Linked DNA regions of Sus scrofa: all the other regions are linked to region 3. The links are chromatin contacts, called in public Hi-C maps. All regions are on one chromosome and are shown on one strand. Each heading gives the region's core, a stretch centred on a gene start, on an enhancer-like site or on the middle of the called end of the contact. The rest is flanking DNA. Distances are from core to core; before and after follow the strand shown.

What was found. A called contact is a pair of places that touch in the nucleus more often than the background predicts.
Region 1: a contact with region 3 is called in a Hi-C map of subcutaneous adipose tissue, with 1.8 times the contacts expected there. The contact joins the promoter of PTPRM here to the enhancer-like site in region 3. A contact is called at or near these places in 8 of 47 Hi-C or Micro-C datasets (embryonic fibroblasts, fetal heart ventricle, fetal skeletal muscle and 5 more) and 1 of 2 datasets of contacts at active chromatin or transcription factors (skeletal muscle).
Region 2: a contact with region 3 is called in a Hi-C map of heart right ventricle, with 3 times the contacts expected there. The contact joins two enhancer-like sites. A contact is called at or near these places in 5 of 47 Hi-C or Micro-C datasets (embryonic fibroblasts, epiblast stem cells, fetal heart ventricle and 2 more).

The regions. Positions count from the first base shown.
Region 1 is chr6:100,091,166-100,094,658 of Sscrofa11.1, reverse strand. It overlaps PTPRM (receptor-type tyrosine-protein phosphatase mu), which reads left to right and starts at 1,693. Exons shown (of 36, transcript XM_021097712.1): 1 at 1,693-2,263. The coding sequence starts at 2,191. It overlaps LOC106510670, which reads right to left and starts at 2,192. Exons shown (of 4, transcript XM_021097607.1): 1 at 1,934-2,192; 2 at 1,692-1,862; 3 at 927-1,626. The coding sequence starts at 2,192. The coding sequence ends at 932.
Region 2 is chr6:99,898,402-99,902,127 of Sscrofa11.1, reverse strand. All of the region lies in intron 2 of PTPRM (receptor-type tyrosine-protein phosphatase mu), which reads left to right. Among named protein-coding and RNA genes, the nearest start is that of PTPRM, 190 kb to the left of the region's middle. Within about 2 kb of position 2,082, at least 15 of the 83 cell types and tissues checked have an H3K27ac peak or open chromatin away from gene starts, as enhancers often do.
Region 3 is chr6:99,372,065-99,375,732 of Sscrofa11.1, reverse strand. It overlaps PTPRM (receptor-type tyrosine-protein phosphatase mu), which reads left to right. Exons shown (of 36, transcript XM_021097712.1): 31 at 126-299; 32 at 1,316-1,447. Among named protein-coding and RNA genes, the nearest start is that of RAB12, 130 kb to the right of the region's middle. Within about 2 kb of position 1,497, at least 3 of the 83 cell types and tissues checked have an H3K27ac peak or open chromatin away from gene starts, as enhancers often do.

The DNA.
Region 1 (3,493 bases), core at 444-2,943, 720 kb before region 3:
CAACTTAAAAAACTTAGAAGAAAAAATGGCTAGATTGACTTTTCTCTCTTTATCTGAATCCCCTAGGGCCTCCTAACAGAAAAGCTCCATTGGAAAGCACATTACCACGCAAAACGATGCAGGACCTCAGCACAAGGCAAGTTCATGCTGCAGACCCTCATTGCCTGTCTTTGAAGGTATGGGAGTGCCCTGCCTCTCCCTTCTTCAAATGTTCATTTTGCAATAAGGCTCAACAGGTACATATTTGAGAGAAGCAGCAGGACGGTGTAAGGTCCTAGTACTAAGAAGTAAACTATTAATATAGAACCTTTTAAAGAGCACTTCTGAAAAGGATCTAAGAAGTGGAATTCCAGCAGAAAGAGGAGCTGTTGGTTGGAGCACCAAAAGCAAAAATCCTCCAGTCCCGCAGTTTTCCCCCGGGGAGGTGACAGCTATGACCTATCCTTAGTTACAGCTTGTTGGTTCTAGGGTCAACTGGAGACAGGGTCTAGGTGAGCGTGGGATCAGTATACTTTCTGGGTCTTTGTAAGCTCCAGGTGAGAGCAGCACAGAAGGGCCCCGGACACACCTGCGTCCCCCCTCTGGCTGGTACACCCGTCCTACTCACGGGTCCTTACTCGGCTTCTAATTTAACCTCTTCCCAGGCCTTCCATTGCGTTCAGTCAGCTAGGCCTAGCGTCTACAGCTGCTCAGAGCTGGCTCGACGTGCGTATTCCCCGGGAGATAGAAAGATCACTCCACCCCTTTTTATTTGTTTATTTGCAATTTCACAAAGAGAACCTTTTTACCGAAGCATTGGAAGACTGTTTTAGTCACTTAATGAAGTAGGCATTCCAGACCCAAACGGTAAATTACACACTTCAAGATATTTGATTCATTACCCACCCCTCCTCCTCTCGCATTTCCCAACACTTAGTACCAGATACACAAATCACAGGTTACGTAGGTCCAAACTCTCGTTCCGCTGTGACCGCCACCTTCCGTGTATCGCCCGCGGCTCGCTGGGGCCCAACCGGGACGGCGGGGGCGCAATGAAGCCGCAGAGCGCTTCCTGCTCCGCCGGGTGCAGGGCTCCTGGGGCAGGAGCGCGAGTGGTCCAGTCGGGAGGCTGGCGCGCTGCTGGGTCTCGGTGCCCGAGGCCGCCGCTCCCTCCTCTGGCGTCCGCCAACTTCTCTGCACCCGCCGCGCGGAGAAGCTCGCAGCCCCTCGCAGCCTCCCGATCTACCGGCTCGCCCTGCCCAAAGCCGCGGGGGAGAGCGGCTTTGCGACTGCCGGCCCCGCTGCGGACACTGCCATCCGGCGCCGGGATTGGAGCCGCCTCGTCCGCCCGCGGGGCCGCAAGGCCGCCGTCCCGCCAGCCTCGTTCGCCAACTCCTGGCGGCCTGTGACCCGGGACAAACTTCTGGCCGCCGCGCGGCCCCTGCGCGGTCACCCTCCCGGAAGCCGGCCTCGAAACCCAAGCCGCGGCGGGGCGGGACGCGAGCGGGAGGGAGCACGAGGCACCTCCCGGCAGCCGCTCTCCGCGCGGTGACACCGCCCCCGCGGCCGCCCCCCGCCCGGCTCCCCCCGAGGCGCCGCTGCCTCTCAGCGCCGGGCGCGGACCCGTAGGGCCGGCGGGGCCGGGCGCTCACGCCCTCTAGCGGGCCGCGGCAGCGCGGGCGGCCGTGACGTGGGCGCTCCCTTCAGCCGGCCTGCGGGGCACTGCCAGTCAGTCGGGGAGCAGGAGCCCCGCGCGCAGCCGGCGCGGGCTCGGCCATTGGCGCGCCGCCGCCCGGGGGCTGGCTCGGCTGCTGGCTGAGAGGCGGCGGGCGGGACAAGCGCGGCCGCGGCCCCGGCCACCGCGGCGCCGGCGGCTCGGGTCCCTACCCGGGGAAGGAGAGCGGCGGCGGGTGCAGCAGCCGGCACGGAGGGCGGATTTTGGCTCCGCGGGCGCGCCCTCCGCTCCCTCTTGCAGCCGCTCCAGCTCCGAGCGGGGCTGGCGACTGGGTGGGAGGATCCAGGACCTCGGCCCCGGCCCCGGGAGCCCCCGGAGTTGAGACTTCTGCAAGTGTTGGCACTTTGCGGGTCTGGCTCTGGTTTTGGGTGTTCACCCTGCTCTCCTCGCCGCCTTGGAAGGAAAGCTCCCGGCCGCCCTCGGACCTCGCGCCCACCCAGCGCCGCCGGGGAGCGGCCCGGCGTGCGCTCAGCACCATGAGCAGACTTGGGACTTGGCTGGTGACTTTGTACGGACTTTTGCTAACTGCGGCGGGGGATACGTTTTCAGGTAAGAGGGGCCGCACTCGCTGTGGCCTGGGGCGTGCGGGCCGGAAGGGGCCCGGGACGCATGCAGCTCCCGGGTGGGAGAGCACTAGCGGCGGACCGCGGGTCCAGACTGGGGAGCGGCGGCTCCGGCACTGCGTGTGCCAGTTCCCTGCCCCGGCGCGAGACCAGCGGGGAGGGAGGGCACCTCGCGCTCGGGCGGACAGAGCGGACGAGCCCGGGGCGCTGACTCCGGAGCCCGGCCCCAGGTCGGCCCCCGCCCCTTGGCGGCCTGGGTGCGTGTCGGCGCCACTCGGAGCCCTCCGCCGGCTCTGAGAGCAACAGCAGAAAACTTTGCCTGAAGTTGGGAGCTGCAGCCGCCGGCCGCCTGGCGTGGTCGCTGCGCGGTCCTTCCCACCCGGAGCGGCGGCCAGCCGGATCTCCGTGCCTGCTGCGCCCGCGCGATTGCTTCGGAGAGACTCTGGCGGCGGCGGTGGCGATCGCCGGTTTTCTTTGCCGTCCAGCCGCCGCCCGGCCAGAAGCTTGCCATGACCCCGGCTCGCCGCGGTGGTCGCGCCGCAGATCGAGAGAACCAAGGCAGTGTCCTCATCGGTCCCGGAGGGAGGACCTGTGGTCCGGACGGAGTGGCTGGTTGCCCGGGCCCCGGGCCGCTGCGGTTGTGTGCGGGTCAGGCTCCCTTCGGCCCCGGGGAGCTCCCGAACGGGGGCAGTGGTCAGCCAGCCCCGCCACCCGCCGCCTCGGGCTGGCAGGAAAGTGGCCGGCGGCGAGGTGCCTGCTGCGCCCGGGCGATCGGAGCCTGCAGAGCTCCTGGGACTAGGACGCGTGATCGGGAGTCGCGGGTCAGGCCAGGCTCGAGCCCTGCACGGCGTTACCGGGAGCACACACGCGGATAGACAGCCAGCGCTTGCACACGTGCACAGTTTCCCGTGTGTGTCAGTTTTCACGGAATGGTGGCCCTGGGCTTGTTTTTCTTCTAATAAAAAGCCTGCTATTAGTCCTTCAACTTGGGTTGCAAAATAGGTTTGTTTCTCTGTTTATTCGGGAGGAATGAGTAAGTTGAACTTTTTAAAATTTGATGGAGACTTTCACTGACAGTAAAAACGCATATTTAAAAGCATTGGAGACGTTTGGCGTTTGGCTGTGAGACCTGTGGAAACTTAACATCTTTACTTTCCCGAGCTCTGGACACACAGGCGGGGAGGCCGTGCCCCTGGCTTTGCTGAGCCGCGAGACC
Region 2 (3,726 bases), core at 833-3,332, 530 kb before region 3:
TAAAAATGTGGGCGGTGGGTCATTGAATTTGGTTTTATCTTAGTCGTCTGAATATTGCCAGTGGCAGAACTCAGGGAAGGAAAAGTGTCCTTGTCTGTGAGTATCCCATTTGGGCATCCCAGAGTGAGGTGCCTAGCTGACATCAAGGTATGGGGTGGTCTTTGATGGGCATGCGCCCTGCATCTCACTCACGTCACCCAGGTGAGGCTCGGAATGGGTTTCCTGTGGCTTTGAAACAGTGAGTGATGAGAGGCAGTGAAAAAAACTGGACTGGACTTGCCAGCAGTTTCTAAGTTACAACATTTAGAAAAAATATTATATTTTTGCTTGCTTGTTTCTATTTTTAAAATTTTTAATTGACGTATAGTTGATTTACAATATTGTGTTAGTTTCAGGTGGACAGCACAGTGATTCATATACATAGAGTATATATATATATGCATTGTATTATATATAATATATATTATAATTATATATAATTATGTATTTTATATATTATAAATATTATAATAATAAATATATATAATTATTCAGATTTTCTTCCCTTATAGGTTATTACAAACTATTGAGTATAGTTCCCTGTGCTGTACATTATTAGGTCCTTGTTGGTTATCTGCTTTATATCTAGTAATGCGTTTATGTTCATCGCAATCTAGAAAAATAACTTCAGGTGATAACCACAAAACCCCATTTGAGATCAGTGGTCTGTGGGGAGGTATTAGTTACACAGCCGGGGCCCCTGGGCAGCCTCGTTTTAACTCGAATGTCAACAGTGGGCTCCCCTCGGAGGTGAAAACACCTCCCATACCCTTTACCCTTTTTAAGAGTATGGTTCTGTGGCATTAAGTACGTTCACATTGCTGTGCAACCATCTCCTCCATCGTCTCCAGAATCTTTTTATCTTCCCAAACCGGTACTCTGCACCCATGGAACACGAATTCCCCACTCCTCCTCCCCCAGCCCCAGGCCGCCACCACCCTACTTCCTATCTCTGAATTTGAGGATCCACTCTGGGTACCTCATGTAGGTGGTGTCATTCCGTATCGGTGCCTTGCATCTGGTTGATTTCACTTGGCATAATGTTTTCAAAGACCCATTTTTTTTTTTAATAATGATTTTTATTTTTCCCATTATGGCTGGTTTGCAGTGTTCTGTGCATTTTCTCCTGTACAGCAAGGTGACCCAGTCACACATACATGTATACATTTTTTTTCTCACATTATCATGCTCCATCATTAGTGACCAGTGCTGTATAGCAGGATCTCATTGCTTGTCCATTCCAAAGGCAAGAGTTTGCATCTATGAACCCAAAATTCCCAGCCCCTCCCACTCCCTCCCCCTTCCCCTCCCCCTTGGCAACCACAAGTCTGTTCTCCATTAAAGACCCAGTTTTTTGTTTTTTGGTTTTGTTTTTGTCTTTTTGTCTTTTTGCCATTTCTAGGGCCGCTCCCGAGGCATATGGAGGTTCCCAGGCTAAGGGTCGAATCGGAGCTTTAGGCACTGGCCTACACCACAGCCACAGCAATGCAGGATCCGAGCTGCGTCTGTGACCTACACCACAGCTCATGGCAATGCCAGATCCTTAACCTACTGAGCAAGGCCAGGGAATCGAACCTGAAACCTCATGGTTCCTAGTCGGATTCGTTAACCACTGAGCCACGACAGGAACTCCAAAGACCCAATTTTGATATGCACAAATGCGCAGGGTCAGGGGAGTCATTCCCTTTTTACAAAGCATCTTGCTTTTTAATAGTTAAGTGTTTCGAGGGGGCCAGTGTATTGTGCATGACCATGTGTTTCAGTAGTTTATGACATTGAATGTAGATATTCTCCTCTAGATTGGTCCTACATTCCTGTCTTGGCTGATTGGAAACTGTGGCAAAAAGGAAGAACAGTAGCTAGCTATTTTTTAAATATTTGCTAAAAAGTATACCAGCGAGCCCGTATTTATAAATATGTGTTTTTAAAATAGGTTTGTTTCTTGCTTAATTTCCTGTGAAATAGTACAAGATATCCTCAGCGTTCTGAGAAGCCAAGTAATGGAGTAAACAGGCAGGCCAGTCATGACAGATGCTGTAAATCTTCGAGCAGAGCCAGGGGGTGAGATGTGTGAGGGTCAGAGTCCAGGGCCATGGGGCCACAGGGCCATTGTGATCGCCAGGCCGAGAAATTCCAAGCCAGGGGCTGGCCCGCTCCCATGTGTTGCGTGTTCTGCGTGCAGGCGGCCTGGAGCTGCGCCCGGCCACATTGTTGCAGTGAGGAAAGTCAGGAGGCGAGGGGACAGTGGATTTTGATGTGACACTTGGGGAGAGTTTTGCAGTCTTTTGAGCTACAATGGGCTACAAAGGGACCATGGGCGAGGGTGGGCTGATGACCAGAGGGCCTGAGGCCAGGGGAAGACTTGTCATTTGGGTCCAGCAGACCACAGCCTCTCTCTCTTTTTTGAATTAATTTTTTATTTTAATTTTTTGCTTTTTAAGGCCACACCCACAGCATGTGGAGGTTCCCAGACTAGGGGTCAAATTGGAGCTATAGCTGCTGGCCTACACCACAGCCACAGCAATGTGGGATCATAGCCATGTCTTGTCTGTGACCTACCCCACAGCTCACAGCAACACCAGATCCTTAACCCACTGAGCAAGGCCAGGGATTGAACCCGCATCCTCATGGATACTAGGCAGGTTCATAACCTGCTGAGCCACGGCAGGAGCTCCCCACAGCTCTCTTGATGGAGGGCAGGGCCTTTGGGTCAGGGACAAGTTTTAGGTGGGCCACTGATGTGTTAGCAGCTGGGCCCCCAGAAGGCTAACGGTGGCGTGAAGCCATCTTCACACAGATGCAGGTGTAGGGAAGGCCTTGGCCATTCGTGTGGTCCCAGGGCTCAGTAACACCCCTCCCCCAGGCTCCAGTCTGCATCAGGCCAGACCATCACAGGGGCAGGCTCCCCATTCAGTGCCTTGGAGCCTTTCTGTACTCCAAGAAATGCAAGAGATGAGCACATTTAAAGAAGAACTAGTTAAGCCTGGATTAGTCTTTGTGCCATGGGGCCCCAAGGAAATGGAAGACTTCCCTCCGTGGCCCCGGCTGTCTGATGTTCTGTGTGCACTCTGGGCACTGGGCTGTAGTGATGATGGGCGTCCAGGCTTCCAGGAGACTAGAGGTGGGGGGGCCAGTGCCTGGGGGTGGGGGCAGGCTGCTCCCCAGGCAGAAGTTGGGAGTGAGGGCAAGTGGAAGACCTCCAGGAGGAGGTGGCACCTGAGAGGGTTGGAGAGCCTGAGGTGTGAGGTCAGAGCAGGTGGGCCAGGCTGGTGGGAGGAATGCCCTGTCCTGAGGCCAGGGTCTGAGGTGGGGGCGAGGCTGGAGGAGAGACTCCCAGAGGCCCTCCTGAGCTGGGGAGGGATACACAGCAAGGAGGTGGATTTCTGATCAAAGGAGCAAGAGAGAAATTGAGTCTGTTTGCATAGAGGAAAATTAAGAATTTCTTTTTCTTTCTTCTTCTTCTTCTTCTTTTTTTTTTTTTTTTTTTGGCTTTTTAGGGCCTCACCCATGGCACATGGAAGCTCCCAGGCTAGGGGTTGAATCAGAGTTACAACCGCCGGCCTACATCACAGCCACAGCAGTGTGGGATCTGAGCCACATCTGCGAGCTTCACCACAGCTCACGGTAACACCAGATCCTTAACCCACTGAGCGAGGCCAGGGACCGAATCCACATATTCGTGGATAC
Region 3 (3,668 bases), core at 248-2,747:
GACAAAATCCCAGGAGAGGTCAGAGAGTCCAAGTGAGGGCCCATCCACTGCAGGAAACATGGGCCTCCTGGGGTCTGGACACGAGACAAGGTTCTCTTTCCAAGTGTGTGTCCTCCGTCCCCTAGACCCTGAACATGGTGACGCCAACCCTGCGTGTGGAGGACTGCAGCATTGCGCTCCTGCCCCGGAACCACGAGAAGAACCGCTGCATGGACATCCTGCCCCCCGACCGCTGCCTGCCCTTCCTCATCACCATCGATGGCGAGAGCAGCAACTACATCAACGCCGCTCTCATGGATGTGAGATGAGGGATGGGGTGGGGGGATGGGAGGATATCCCTACAGGGGCCTGCACCTGCCTCCTCTCTTGGGACTTCTCTGCCCTGTTTTTGTTGTTGTTGTTGTTGTTGTTGTTTTAAAGACATAAACTGTATGTTCAACAACATGCATTTCTGATTCCGAATCTGTTTTTGGGTCGGGCTCATAGTCTTGGTCTCCCTGAGACCCTGAGTCCAGGAAGAGTGATAAATGAGGCAGGTCCCAGGTGCTCTCCGAGCACGGAAATTTTTAACCTGCTGGCCGGAGAGCAAGAGACAGCTATTAAGTCAGGAAGGCAGTGAAGTGGGATAATATGGTTTGCAGCATTATTTGAGTTCCCATTTCTCCTAATTTAGGCAGTAATTAACATGGGGGGAAAATCGCCCATCGGCACAGAGAGAACACAACTCATTACTCCCTGTCAGTCTCTTTGCTTCTGACTGAATGAACATTTGCTAGTCAATTGATGGGGAAAGTGAATGGGTCTTTTCAGTGCTAATATGGAAATTTGAATTCTATTAGTGTGATATCAGTGAAAAGGTATTTAAACTTGTTTGAAGCTCTGCAGAGCTGTAAAAAGCATGGGTGTCCTTTTATGGCAGGAAGAAATAACAGCATCTCACAAGTAAACAACAAGCAAACAGATTTTAGGAAAAAACAGAACTATTTATGCATATTTTTAAAGTTAAATTTTCTCCATTAAAATAGTTATGTATAGGGCCAATATTGCCTTTCTGCCAAAAACACACAACAACAAAAAAAATTATAAGGGATACTTATTGTTTTCTTGGTATCAAAGTAGGAGAATTTTATCACTGTTATTCTGTAGATGAGTCTATATTTAGTCTGTTTTGGCATCGACAATGGTGATAGAATTCAACAATTGTTAAATATGTTCACTGTTTTATGTCACAAGCTCCCATGTGTACAAAATAAGTTAGCTTCCTCCTGTCACATTTTCCCGAGTATATTTGGATCTCTCTTGTTTGTGTTTGCAGAGCTATAAACAGCCCTCGGCTTTCATAGTCAGCCAGCATCCTTTGCCAAACACAGTGAAAGACTTCTGGAGACTGGTCCTGGATTATCACTGCACTTCTGTGGTTATGCTAAATGACGTGGATCCCGCCCAGGTGAGACTCGGGAGTCACAGCCATCAGAGCCCGTGCCCAGGGTCAAGTCTGTGTTTGCTTTGTTGGCACATTGAGAAGTGCTATCCCCTGGTAGAAGGTCACCAGCGCCAGGCAAGGACTGAACCAGAGATGCTGAAAAATCCAGATGGAGTTAAGAGATGGGGCAGAAGATAGTCTGAGACCAAAAAGGCAGCCTGAAGTGATAGATGGTGGGAGTGACAGGGCAAGACGGAGTCAGAAGATAGGCTGTTCCTGAAGGTTGGTAATCCTGACTCAGGGGCAATAGGAGGTGCGGAGAGAGTCAGAGTGAACAGGGGCCCAAGCTTCTCAGAGCCGAGAGTAGAGCAAGCCAACCAGGGACCCTGAGGAAAGGCCGCCAGCCTCCAACAACCTGGGGTCCCTCCGAGAGCCTCTGCACACTCCTGGCCCAGCCCACCTGGAGTCCACAGGCGGCAGTGGCCATGGTGGGATGACAGGGGAGACCAACAGGTGTATCTAAGGGACAGCAATTACTTTAATCAACTCTTTGGTAAAGATATGAAAAGGAAATAAAAGTGTAATTTGAAGATATGAAAAGCTCAGAGGGAATTCCCATTGTGGCTCCACGGGTTAAGGATCCGACTAGTATCCATGAGGATGCACATTCAATCCCTGATCTCGATAAGTGGGTTAAGGATCCGGCATTGCTGTGAGCTGTGGTCTAGGTCGCAGTTGTGACTCAGATCTGGTGTTGCTGTGGCTGTGGCGTAGGCTGGCAGCTGCAGCTCCAATTTGAGCCCTAGTCTGGGAATGTCCATATGCTACAGGTGCAGCCCTAAAAAGACAAAAAAAAAGAAAAGCTCAGAATTATAAATGGGGCTGTTGCATAGCTCCTCTTAAACATAGAAAGAGAAAATTGGGCAGTGGTGACTCAATCTTAGTAATGGGGTTAGAAGCGTTTCTTAAAGGGATTTGTCAGGCCAGCGTTGGCACCCAGGTCCTGGGAGCTGGATTCATTGCTTGAGGGCAGGGCTGTTCCAGTTCTGGCCTGACCAGCCGTGATAGAGGGCCTCTGGGAAGTTTGAACTTGACATGTTGTAGGAGTAAACTTGTTCTGGAACTGAGTTAATTTTCTGTCTCATTGACACAATTTTTTTCTTTGAAAGAAATTCTTTAGCCAAAAAAAAAAAAAAGAAAGAAAAGAAAGTCTGAAGTATTGCAGCACCCAAACTGGTCAAGATTTTTCCTTCCTAAAATCCATTTTCTTGTCATCAGTTTGCCCTAAATCCCACAGACGTTCAATTCTCTAATGTTTTTAATTATGTTTGAGGCACTGCATTATATTGTTACGGCTCCAGCCTGAAAGCCAGTTAATGAAATAATAATGATAATCCTGCCTTCATCTAGTCCTTATTATTTAAGAAGCTTAAATATTTTAGCGGTCTTCCCCGTTGATCCTTTTCCGAGGACAGATTGCAACCATTTATAAAGACAAGCAGACAGCACCGCTCAGGGAACACACCTAGAAATAGGATGGAGGACGCTGATTTTTCTAACTCATGATGCCATGGGTTAAGTTTCCCTGATTCAAGGTTCCGTAGTCATAGATAGTCAGAAGATAAACGACCATGCCCTCTTAAGCGTCATCGTTTTCCCCTAACATGAATCCTGAAACGTAGGAGATGCTGTTGTCTTCACTTTGGTGAACCAGCCATCGGTGATTTTCGAGTGTTCTTTTTGAACGAGAGTGTTTGGGTTCGAAAGCTGTGTTCTAACCCCTCACTGTCTGGACCCACACCAAGCCCTGGCTGACTGGCAGCCAGAGATACAGAGAGGCCCCGTTCCATGAGGCAGAAGCGCTGGTGCTCAGAGCCGGAGAAAAGGGGCTCCCGGGATCCAGCCTTTTAGAGAACGCTAAATGGAGCGTTTGAACTGAAAGGCTTTGCAATTGCACAAGAATAGCACTCCACCACTTTAAGTATTTATAGGTCCCCTTCATGGACGTGTTGTGCACTATTTAAGCCATTTTCCACACGGTTTCCTTGGGCAGAGTGCAGAATGCGTATGCCGGGAGCCAGGCACCGGCCCGGGGCTTTCATATTTCTCTGCTGTAAGTGACAAGCTTTAGATCAGGGCCTGAACTCAAAGAGCAGACAGCACAGCTAGCTCGGCCGAGAGAAAATGGGCGGAATGGTTCAAAAGTGCGTGTTCCAGCTTTTATTACTATCTCAGCTTCCCCTTA